2 separate regions of the Ovis aries genome follow, and region 1 is linked to region 2. The links are chromatin contacts, called in public Hi-C maps. All regions are on one chromosome and are shown on one strand. Each heading gives the region's core, a stretch centred on a gene start, on an enhancer-like site or on the middle of the called end of the contact. The rest is flanking DNA. Distances are from core to core; before and after follow the strand shown.

Evidence for each region. A called contact is a pair of places that touch in the nucleus more often than the background predicts.
Region 1: a contact with region 2 is called in a Hi-C map of hypothalamus, with 5 times the contacts expected there. The contact joins the promoter of MYNN here to the promoter of SEC62 in region 2. A contact is called at or near these places in 8 of 16 Hi-C or Micro-C datasets (blood, hypothalamus, liver and 4 more).

Annotation. Positions count from the first base shown.
Region 1 is chr1:218,267,506-218,272,834 of ARS-UI_Ramb_v3.0, reverse strand. It overlaps MYNN (myoneurin), which reads left to right and starts at 1,788. Exons shown (of 8, transcript XR_009595106.1): 1 at 1,788-1,850; 2 at 2,806-3,102. LOC132657246 (a long non-coding RNA gene) reads right to left here and starts at 1,741. Exons shown (of 2, transcript XR_009595111.1): 1 at 1,659-1,741; 2 at 1-1,298.
Region 2 is chr1:218,085,180-218,090,678 of ARS-UI_Ramb_v3.0, reverse strand. SEC62 (SEC62 homolog, preprotein translocation factor) reads left to right here and starts at 2,613. Exons shown (of 8, transcript XM_004003175.6): 1 at 2,613-2,664. The coding sequence starts at 2,629. LOC132657239 (a long non-coding RNA gene) reads right to left here and starts at 2,543. Exons shown (of 5, transcript XR_009595105.1): 1 at 1-2,543.

The DNA.
Region 1 (5,329 bases), core at 539-3,038, 180 kb before region 2:
ACGTGGAAGAAGGGTTCCAGAGTTTAAACAACTGTTTTTAAATTCAATTCACAACCTGATACTGAAAAACTAATGTACAGCCTAGTAAGAGTAATTAAACGCAGGGTAAAAACTGGTAATCCCTGTCACCTCAGCACTCTTTGTATTACAAGTCATTCGGTTTTCCATTAGTTTTCCCATTGAGATTGTTGATTTTTCTAAATGCCAGAGACCATGTTTTGCGGTCTTTCATATACTTCCTGTTTGACACCTAGTATAGACTCACAGCTATCCCTCAATTAATAAATTACGAAAAATGATTCCGACAAAAATAAATAATCAGAAAATTTCTCAGAGACAAGACGAAATCAAGAAAGAACCAGCCTCATTTTTTTCCCTTATAAACCTAACGGTTGTGGGACTTCCCCCCCCCCAACCCCCCCACCATAAACATGGTTCTTACCGAGTCGAAATAATTTACTAAGAGAGCAAACAAAATCTGGTTGTAAAACAAATCTCGAGAAAAAAAAAGAATAAATTCAAGTTTACAATGTTCTTTAAAATAAAGTCGTGAGCAAATTTCCCATGGTCCTGACACAACTTTTAACAAGGAAAAAAAAAAAAGCTGAAGTTTTGGGTTTCCTTAGATTTTTTGATGTCCGCGAGTAGCATGAAAGAACTCACCCTAACATATCAGCACGTACCGTTTGTACGTCTTTTTAAATCACGGAGATAACCTTTCCGTCACTGTGGTTGACCGCGTGCTCAGTCCTGTCTCTTTCCTACCCCATGGACTGTATGTAGCCGGCCAAGCTTCCCTCACTGTACAAAAATCTGCATAGAATGCAAATAATTGTATTAAATGTTTTCTAGTCTACAGGCCCACTCTCCAGTATCCCGTGGGTGGAGGAGCCCGGTAGGCTGCAGTCCATAAGTCGCCAAGAGTCTGACAGGACTGAGCGACTTCACTTTCACTTTTCACTTTCACGCACTGGAGAAGGAAATGGCAACACACTTCAGTGTTCTTGCCTGGAGAATTCCAGGGACGGGGGAGCCTGGTGGGCTGCTGTCTATGGGGTCGCACAGGGTCGGACACGACTGAAGCGACTTAGCAGCAACAGCAGCAGTAGTCCACAAGCAGAACCTTTTCCGGTATAAAGCCCACCTTTCCTCAAGCGCATGCCCAGTGTGCCCTACTGCTTTGCGCCGCTTTCTTGCATCTCAGACTTCTATCACCAGGTAAGGGTATCCTGGATACTGGGCTCCAGTTGGCTGATGCAAACAAGACTCATAGTTTCCCAAGAGCTTTCCGGCAGTACCTAAAATAAAAAGGGGTGATCAGTCTCAGCTACAAAATTCCCATGGCCGAGAGCCGGAGTACACAAGATAGCTATTCCCACTCGTGGGCCTCAAGGAAGTGGAGGATAATGGGAGAAGACGAGCAACTAACTATAAACCCCAGCATACAATGCACAATTTGGCTCCTGGAAAGCAGCCCGCAGGGCAGCGCGGCTCAGCCTCCGCGCAAAACGCAGGCCGAGCGCGAGATGCTGACTATCTAGAATGCTCAAGGTGAGGACAACAGGCTTGGTTCCGTAAGAGAGCCCTTAGTCTCCTAGCCAAGACTCTCCCTGTTTCCGGGTGTTCCCGGTGTGCGAAGTAGCGGGGTCTCTATGTACCAGCCTGCTACTCTCAGGCTGCTGTTGGACCTCCAGGGTCTTAGAGCCTACTGCGTACACGCGGATCGCCCGGAGCCGGATGTGACGTCATCGTGGAGGAAGCAGGGAAAAGGCGGAGCGTGGCGTGGTGACGTCCTTCCAAGATGGCGGAGAGCGACTGAAGAAACTGTGTTCCCCCTCGGGTTTCTATAGGTGAGTTCTATTTTTGCCCCCAGGCTGCTATTCCCGCTCTCTCCAGACCTTGGGGCATTGGAGGGCAGGCTCCGTGGAGTTCGCATTCAGGCCGGAGTGAAGGTGTTAGGGTGGAAAGCTAGGGCGAGGCAGCCCCGATGTTGGCCTTGGCCACAACCTCTGCCGTGGGAATTGGGGGAGTGGGAGCCGGGCTAAGGGCAGGAAGGCGGAAGTCGGGAGAGACCGGCTTTTACTGTCACTTTCCCTTGCGGCCTCCAGTAGACCGGGGTGGTGGTAGGGAGGAGCGTGGCCTCCTCGGGGCGGGTGACCAGATCTTTGAAAACTTTTGGCCCTTGTGCTGGTTCTCCGCCCCCTCCGGCACCCGCCTTTCATTTAAGCTACTGTATGCTCTGCGGAAGGTAACGGGTTTCGGCAATTTGAGAGCAGTTTTACACTTAGTCGAAAGGCAGAGAGGCAGTTGATAAAATTTTAACGAATTCCTACCATGTCCTTTGACCATTTGTCCCAAGGAATCATTTCTTAGTGGTTTATTAATTTTTTTTGTTGTTTTTTCGTAATTTACATGTGCCCACTGAGCTTGAAACTGAAGGTTCAACTGATGATCAGTTCACTTCAGTTCAGTCGCTCAGTCGTGTCCGACTCTGTGATGTAGAAGTGTGAAATTTTGCGGTGCTTTTTTTTGTTTCACTTTGTGGAAATGTTTTCACACATCGTCATTTGTTGACGTGTCCAAAGGTTTGTGTTAGTTGACCAAGATGAAATAAAAACTAGGAAGGATTTTTGTCCCTTCGGCATTTTTATCCGTATTTGCTTGGTAAGAATTTTCTGGGGACGTAAAATGAGAACAGGCTTTGTTCTTGTTTGGATTCTATGTCTCTTTATTCACCAATGGCTTGGGAGAAAAGTTTGATGAAAATTTAGTGGTGCTGATTTACTCTCTCTCTTGTTTTTTTAGAACAAGGATAGAATTCGATTCCGATATCAAAATGCAGTATTCGCACCACTGTGAGCACCTTTTAGAGAGACTGAACAAACAACGGGAAGCAGGTTTTCTTTGTGACTGCACCATAGTCATTGGGGAATTCCAGTTTAAAGCTCACAGGAATGTGCTTGCCTCGTTTAGTGAATATTTTGGTGCAATCTACAGGAGCACTTCTGAGAACAATGTCTTTCTTGATCAGAGTCAGGTGAAGGCTGATGGATTTCAGAAACTGTTGGAGTTTATATACACAGGAACTTTAAATCTTGACAGGTAAGGTACCTATGTTATTTCTTTCCACTTACAAAAGCTGGTCAATAGTCTTGAGCTAAAGCAGATTAGTATTTTTTCCATTCAGTCCCTGAACTCTCAGTCTTCAAATACTGATGTGCCCAGTGTTGTTTTTAATAAAGAGGTCAATATCACTGGTTTGCAGTAAACAGACTACATTTCATAAGCACAAAAAGTAGAGATGTTCATAGAACTACAGCATGTTTTTTGACAGATTTGACTTATCTACTGAAACAAGGTATGTATTTTGAGGAATGGAAACTTAAAGATCGAAATAGAAATATGAATTTTCATTTAATTCCAGTTTCCCCTTGCTTTTTGGTCTTTAGGTTCCCTCTGGTCTTCTCTCTTACTCTTCATCCTCTACCTCATAAGATGTTTGGGTGGGAGATATAGGTGGAGAAAGAAGAAAAAGTCTGTTCTTTAATAGTGCCCTCTTTTCTAGCCGTAAATAGCAACATGCAGGACCTCTTCCTGATTTTGATTCAGAAAAATACAACGTTTAAGTTGGCTAGAATGCTTCTCTGAGATGTTGAATGCTGTCACTGCACTGACAAGAAGTAGGTTCTGAAGAACATTTTGTAACTCAGGCATTTTGTCTTTCATTTTCGATGAACTGTGTAGTTAGATTAATACTAATTAATATGTTTACTGGTTGTTGTAGAGAAAGGCGATGGGGATAAAAGGAAAGGGAAACCCATCAAATTACTCTCGCCTTCTTTTCTCCAGCTTTTTTGAAAGTGTAAACATGAATAGGTCACCATCTGACATAGCACAGCTATGAACTTTAGAATTAGATCTTGCCTGTCAGTCACTATGTCTCTTGGATCAATATACATCCTCCCTAGGCCTCAGTTTCTCCATCTGAAAAAATGAGATGATAATAACTACATGGGTTGTTAACTGTGAAAATTTAGGATTTACTGTCTCCCAGTGAACATTAGTTTCCTTCCTTTATTTCTTCTTTTCTATCCTACTCTCCAAATCCTTTGAATCCACATTTATTGGAGAAAAATTAAGGAAAAAAACAAAAAAGGAAACATCTGAAATTCTGCCACACATGGATAATCACTCTTAACACTTTGATAAATATTCTTACATTGTTTTCCAGACGATCTCTATAGATACATATGTGTTCACATTAAACAAAATCCTTCCCTTTTTTTACATTGCAGCTTATCATGAAAATATATTTCTCTGAAAAGCTGGAATCAGGATTTTCCTTAATCCTATTAAAAAGGAATCATTCATGCTGTTTGGGATTACTTTTAAATTTTGATGTAATGGAATTTTTATGTCACTTCTGTATAAGTTGCTTAAAGGAACAGCAGTGTCACAGATATATGTCACATGATATTAACTTTACTGAATATTTGGCTATAGAAGCGTCTTTGATCTAGAAGTTTAGAATGTGTAATATAAAATAAACAATCACAAAACCAGTGAATTTTGGTTGATCTTTAATTTAGTGATTACCTTTTCTCAGTTAACTTTGCCAGAAAATCTTGAATTGATTTGAACACACTGAAGGGCAGCTTACTTTGAGCTTTCATGCAGAGGACCAGTGTGAAGAAGAGCCAGATGTTTGGTTCAGTCTTTTTTGATATACATCTTTCCTGGAGAGCTGGGGAGTTAATTGTTTGAGCCCAGCTACAAATGTAAGAGAAGATATAGACCAAAAATAGAAAGTCTGTACAACTTATTAAGAAAACAGAATAATAAAGAATTAAGAGGACTCAGGAGCTAGTTTCCTTGCTCAAATCTTAGTTTTAATGCTCTGTGATCTTAGATGAGTTACTTTGAACCTCTGATCCTTTGTATGTAAAATAGTTACTCATATAAAGCAGTTAGCCATATATCTGGCATAGGTAATAAATGATTTTCAGTGACTGTTCAAAAGATGAAATCAAGTTTGCAAACACTTTTAACTTCATGCTAATAAACAAAAACAAATCAGTTATTGACATGAACAAATGCTAATTGATTTTTTTAACTGTAACTGAGCTTATAGGCTATCAATGAAATAGGTAAATAATTTGTATGAATTACAGTTTCAGTTCTGAACAGTTCGTGTGTGATTCAGTACAAGTTTGTAGTGGTCTTAAAGGTTATCTCACCTAGTTTGTGGTTCATTTACTAAGAACAATTGTAATTTGAGACCTTGGTATATTAAGTGATAGAATAAATTTGGGTTTCATTCTAATAGTGT
Region 2 (5,499 bases), core at 1,364-3,863:
TGGAATTAAGCTATTAAAATGTAAAAGAATCTCCAGAATGTATAGAGAAAAAGGAAGAAGATGAACGTGGAAGCATGGTGACCATGAACATTGACAAGCTAGGTAAAGAGAGAGGAGTCAAAAGAGAAATAAGAAGGAAGAACCCGATATCACAAATGCCAAAGAAGGAGCATAAATTAAGTGCATGGTCAATATTGTCAAATCCTTAATATGATGCTGCAAAAGAAGCTATCGAATTTGACGTGAATTATTAATGGATGGTGGAGGTATAAACCAAAGTGTTTGAACCTGAGTCTCTTGTGTCTCCTGCATTGGCAGGTGGATTCTTTATCACTGAGCCACCTGGGAAGCCCATTCTCCAAATACAACAGTACAAAACAGATCTACCCTGATTCTGGATGGGGAGGCCTGAAGGAAATAAAGACATTTCATACTGTATTGTTTTGGGTTAATCAGTAAGAATCACTTTTTCCTTCACCCCTCTCTGACTATACATACCTTGATTCTAGATTATAGATGGAAAAGGAACCAAAGGACTTGCTGGGAAAAGGAACCAAAGGACTTGATACTGTTTCTGGAGTGCAGAATTTCATAGTTCAAAAATGAACTTCAGCTATCTTATTTTATAAAAGAATAGGCATCAAGATGCCACTATTCACCTTATTACGTACATACTATGGAAAACAGATAATTTTTTAATGATATATGTTCAACATAACATTAAGTGAAAAAGGCATATTATGCAATATGATCTCAATTGGAGGAAAGGGAGAAATATATAAGTACACACAAAGTATAAATACTAGAAAAAAATAAACTAAAATGATAACAGATTTTTGAGTGGTAGCATTAGGGATTTTTATTTCCTTCACCTTGCTTTTCTACATTTTTCCAATTTTCTACTATTTAAAATGCTTTAAAACCTCCGTTAAAGTCACGAGAATTTCTATCTAGAAACACTTACTAGCAATTTAAGCCCATTCTCTTTATCTGGGCAACTCTAAAATAACAATGATGACACCACCCTTACAGAAGAAAGCAAAGAAGAAATAAAGAGCCTCTTGATGAAAGTGAAAAAGCTGACTTAAAACTCAACATTCAGAAAACTAAGGTCATGGCATCCGGTCCCATCATTTCATGGCAAACAGAAGGGGAAACAATGGAAACAGTGACAGACTTTATTTTTGAGGGGGCTCCAAAATCACTGCAGATGGTGACTGCAGCCATGAAATTAAAAGACGCTTACTCCTCGGAAGAAAAGCTATGACCAACCTAGACAGCATACTCAACAGCAGAGACATTACTTTGCCAACAAAGATCCGTCTAGTCAAAGCTATGGTTTTTTCAGTAGTCATGTATGAATGTGCGAGTTGGACTACAAAGAAAACTGAGCATCGAAGAATTGATGCTTTTGAACTGTGGTGTTGGAGAAGACTCTTGAGAGTCCCTTGGACTGCAAGGAGATCCGACCAGTCCATCCTAAAGGAAATCAGTCCTGCATATTCATTGGAAGGACTGGATGCTGAAGCTGAAACTCCAATACTTTGGCCACCTCATATGAAGAACTGACTCATTGGAAAAGACCCTTATGCTGGGAAAGCTTGAAGGCAAGAGGAGAAGGGGAGGACAGAGGATGAGATGGTTGGACGGCATCACTGACTGGATGGACATGAATTTGAGTAAGCTCCAGGAGTGGGTGATAGACAGGGAAGCCTGGCCTGCTGCAGTCCATGGGGTCGCAAAGAGTCAGACACGACTGAGCGACTGAACTCACTCACTCAAAATAACAATAGTTATAACTAGTCTCCCAGGTACCCTGCGATCTTCTTAATTTCAACTTCTTAGATGTTCTCTATTTATCTTATTAGTTCCTCGTACCTCCCTGAGTTCTGACTCTTGGATTCTAAAAGAGCGTTTTGAGAAGCAACGTGGAAAATGGAATGCGGAATCCAAAGTTTGTGTCAGATGAGCCCAACTACTCTCTACATTGTATGGGGAAAGATAATTGGGCTTCAGTCTAGGATGTGCCATTTACTAACCATGGAGCCTTAGATAAACCAGTTCATATCGCTGCACCTCCGCTGTCTCAGTTTTCCCACCTTCAAAATGGGAGTAGAATTTACAAATGGGGTATGGATAGGGCAGGGCTCACTAGCGAAAAAGGAAGTATCACAGTCGAAGACTGTCTAGAATTCCATCCACTGCTATGCTATGTCACTTCAGTCGTGTCCGAATTCCACAGGTCCCAGTAAATCCTAGGGGAAAAGCTCCACCCCAAACCGACTGACTCCGAGGGGTGGGGCCCCGGAATCTGTATTTTAACAGCTTTCCAGGTGAGTCAGATGTCTAGTGAAGAGGACTCTTTCCAGTCCTCCAGCTCTTTGATCCACTTATTAACTTCCTTCTGGTCCCAGCGATTTCCAGTTCCCGCAAAAAAAGGAGCCGAAGAAAGAGGGGAGAAAAAGTATATCCAGGGTCGGAGCGGCCGATACCGGTCACTCACCAGCTTCCTTCCTCCCCCGGCGCCAGCCGCCAGGTTACATAACGGGTCCCGCGGCGCGCTCTCGCGAGGTTTCCACCGCCCCCCGCCTCGGTCCACGTCAGAGGGAACCGGGCGGAGCGGCCAACATGGCGGAACGCAGGCGACACAAGAAGCGGATTCAGGTAGCAAAGCAGAGCCCTTGGGTAGGGGGCTTTAGGGCGCTCGGAAGTGAAAGATGCTGGGAAAACTCCTGGGAAGGGCGAGCGAAATCGAGGACGAGGTGGGGTGGGGTTCCACCGCGAGGCCGCAGGTTGGGGGCTGCGTCGTTGTGAGGGGCCTGAGGAAGGGCGGCGTTGGAGACGGCGGAGGTGCTGGGGCTGCAGCGGAAGGCAGCAGGAGCTGAGCTCGGAATCGGCCGTGGAGGCGCGGCCGTCAGTTCAAGGTTCCGGTGGAGGCGCCGGCCTGGGCCTGTGCTGGGAGGTCAGCGCCCTCCGAGCACAGACATCGACCCTCTCGAGCTCCTCCCCTCCCTTCTCCACCCCATCTTTTCGCCTTAGCTGTCCCGAAATTGAGGCCACGGTAACTAGGGTAGAACGTGGAGGACTGACCTAAAGCTACCCGTTCTTTGTGCGCGGATAGAAGGACCGTAGGAGGTGGGAGTGAGCGGGATTTGGTCAGCTGTCCCGAGGCCCAGGCGGCGAACTGCGTATCCAGGTGTTCGTTTGCTAGTACCCTCCTTTCTCCTTTTTATTATGAACGTAAGCGTCCAGTTGAAGCTTTGTGGCTTTCTTTCAGCGACACAGTGTAAATAAACAAAACTCTCAACCAGCGGGTACTGCAATGAGCGGGTCGCGCCCAGGAACGTTTGACATGGCAGTGTGTCATCCTCATAACCTACATAGCATCCCTCCCTCATTCCACAGGCCTGTCATCTGTGTATTTCTTCCCTACAATTTTCCCCTGTTGTTCATGCTCTCTGCTGAGAGGATTAAACATGTGGAACATCTTAGACTCAGGATGTGTGTCTGCTTGTTAGTTTATGTGCCTAGAAACCTTCATATGTCATCATAAATTGGGCATGTTGTAAATTGTTAATATGCTAATCACAAATTGTTACACTCATTTTCTTTCTGTTCCTTACTATTTCATTGCTTAGAATGACTTTCTGTCTGATGTTTTATTTCCCTGTTTTAAAAAAGTTTATCACTTACACCATGGGTGATTTAGGTATGCAAGTTAAAATTATCCTTAAAAGTCTGAAGTACTAGGGGAAAAAAAAGATGTGATCAGTAAATCTGGAATTTTGGAATTGGGAAGAAATAAGAAAGTAGTTTCAAATAGAGTACAGAAGGGGACCAAAATGAGACAAATCCTGCCCCCTCCCCCAAGTTCAGACAAGTCATAAAACCAAGGCTTAAGTTTATTGTGAAAGAAGTTTATAATTATACTATTCCTAGTCTTTCAAAATTTAATGTTATTGGTCAGTTGTGGATACATAATATTTTTATTAGAATTTGTATTGAAGTTGTCAAATTAATACTTACTGAATTTCTTATATTTACACATATGGTACATTTTATGGCCCTAAATAAACTTTTTTTTAAATTTCAACTGTTCTTTACTGTGGTCACAAAGGTGATCTTAATTTACTTTGAATAGCTGCTCTATTTCAATTGTGATCTTATATTAAGCAAAAAGATTAAAAACTGGTATAGCAGTGGTAGTGACTGGGAGCTAAAACTTGAGCCATATTGTGCCTGTTTGTACCCCAGTGTCAGTAATTATTAGATGTGTAACTTTGGTCAAATTACTTAGCTTTTTTCCTCTATTTCCAAATCCATAAGAAGGAATATTTACCTTGAAAAGAGATCCTCTTTGGGTTGTGGTGGAAAAAATACATGAGTGGATGACTTGTTATTAAAGGTTATAAAAGCTGTGAAAATAGTATTTGGTACATAACTCTCTTATTCCACCTCCCTGAGGATGAAGGGTTTAGGATAACTTTTTTTGGTTTTTGCTAAGCACTCTGATATGCTGAAGAAAGATTAACAGTTACCTATTCAGTAAATAAACCTTTGAGTTGTGAGTGCCTTAAAAAATTTTTTACTTACTATTGTTTAATTGTGGATTAGCAAAGTATGTGAGGATCTGATTGTTAAAAATCAAGTTGTTATACTGCTAAGTGAAAATAAATGACATTTCTCAAATCCTCCAACTTTTCTGTATAGCTGTGCTGTGTGGAAGGAATGTTATAGAGCTCTTGGGCATGCTACTTGGAGTACTACTATGCAGTCTCAGCAGATTAATAAAAATATACAGTAGCTTATCAATCTCCCTTTTTTTTCCCTCAAAGAATCAGAAACTGTAATATTGGCATTACTTTAGACAAAAAGATCAAATGTAGTGGCCATGTTTACAGTTGAAGTTACAGAAAAAATCCTATTGTAAGACTTTTTAAGACAAAAAGTTCTGTAATATCAACTCGATTTCCTGTTGTTTATTACTTGATATTTCATGTTTACAAAAGATTTCTACATATAATAGAATTAGGGACCTTGAATTGTAATTTGTATGTTGGGGGAAAGGATTGCTACATGTAAGTTCGGGGTTTTAAAAAGTAGTTAATCTGTATGCTTTTTCTAGGATAGACTAATTTTAGATTTCTGGTATTCCATCAAAGTTGGAAGCAAGAGGACTATTTCGTCACATTTCCTTCTTGGACTCACTTTACTGGCCACTGAAAACCAAAAGTGAGCTATGTGTTCATTGACATTACATTGGGAAGTTTTCTTGTTTGAGATTCCCAAGTGAAAGGTATCTCAATTCAAATTAATAAAATATTTGAAAACAAATAATTGTTACTTTTCTAAGATATGCAACCATGTAAGTTCAAGAACGTACAATAAATGCTTATAGGTTAACAAAGTGCTGTTTACTAGAAAGGTTAGCTTAAAATCCTAGTACCATCAAATTTCAGAGTTGAAAAGGATTTTCAAATTGGGTTTTTTGGAAGCCTC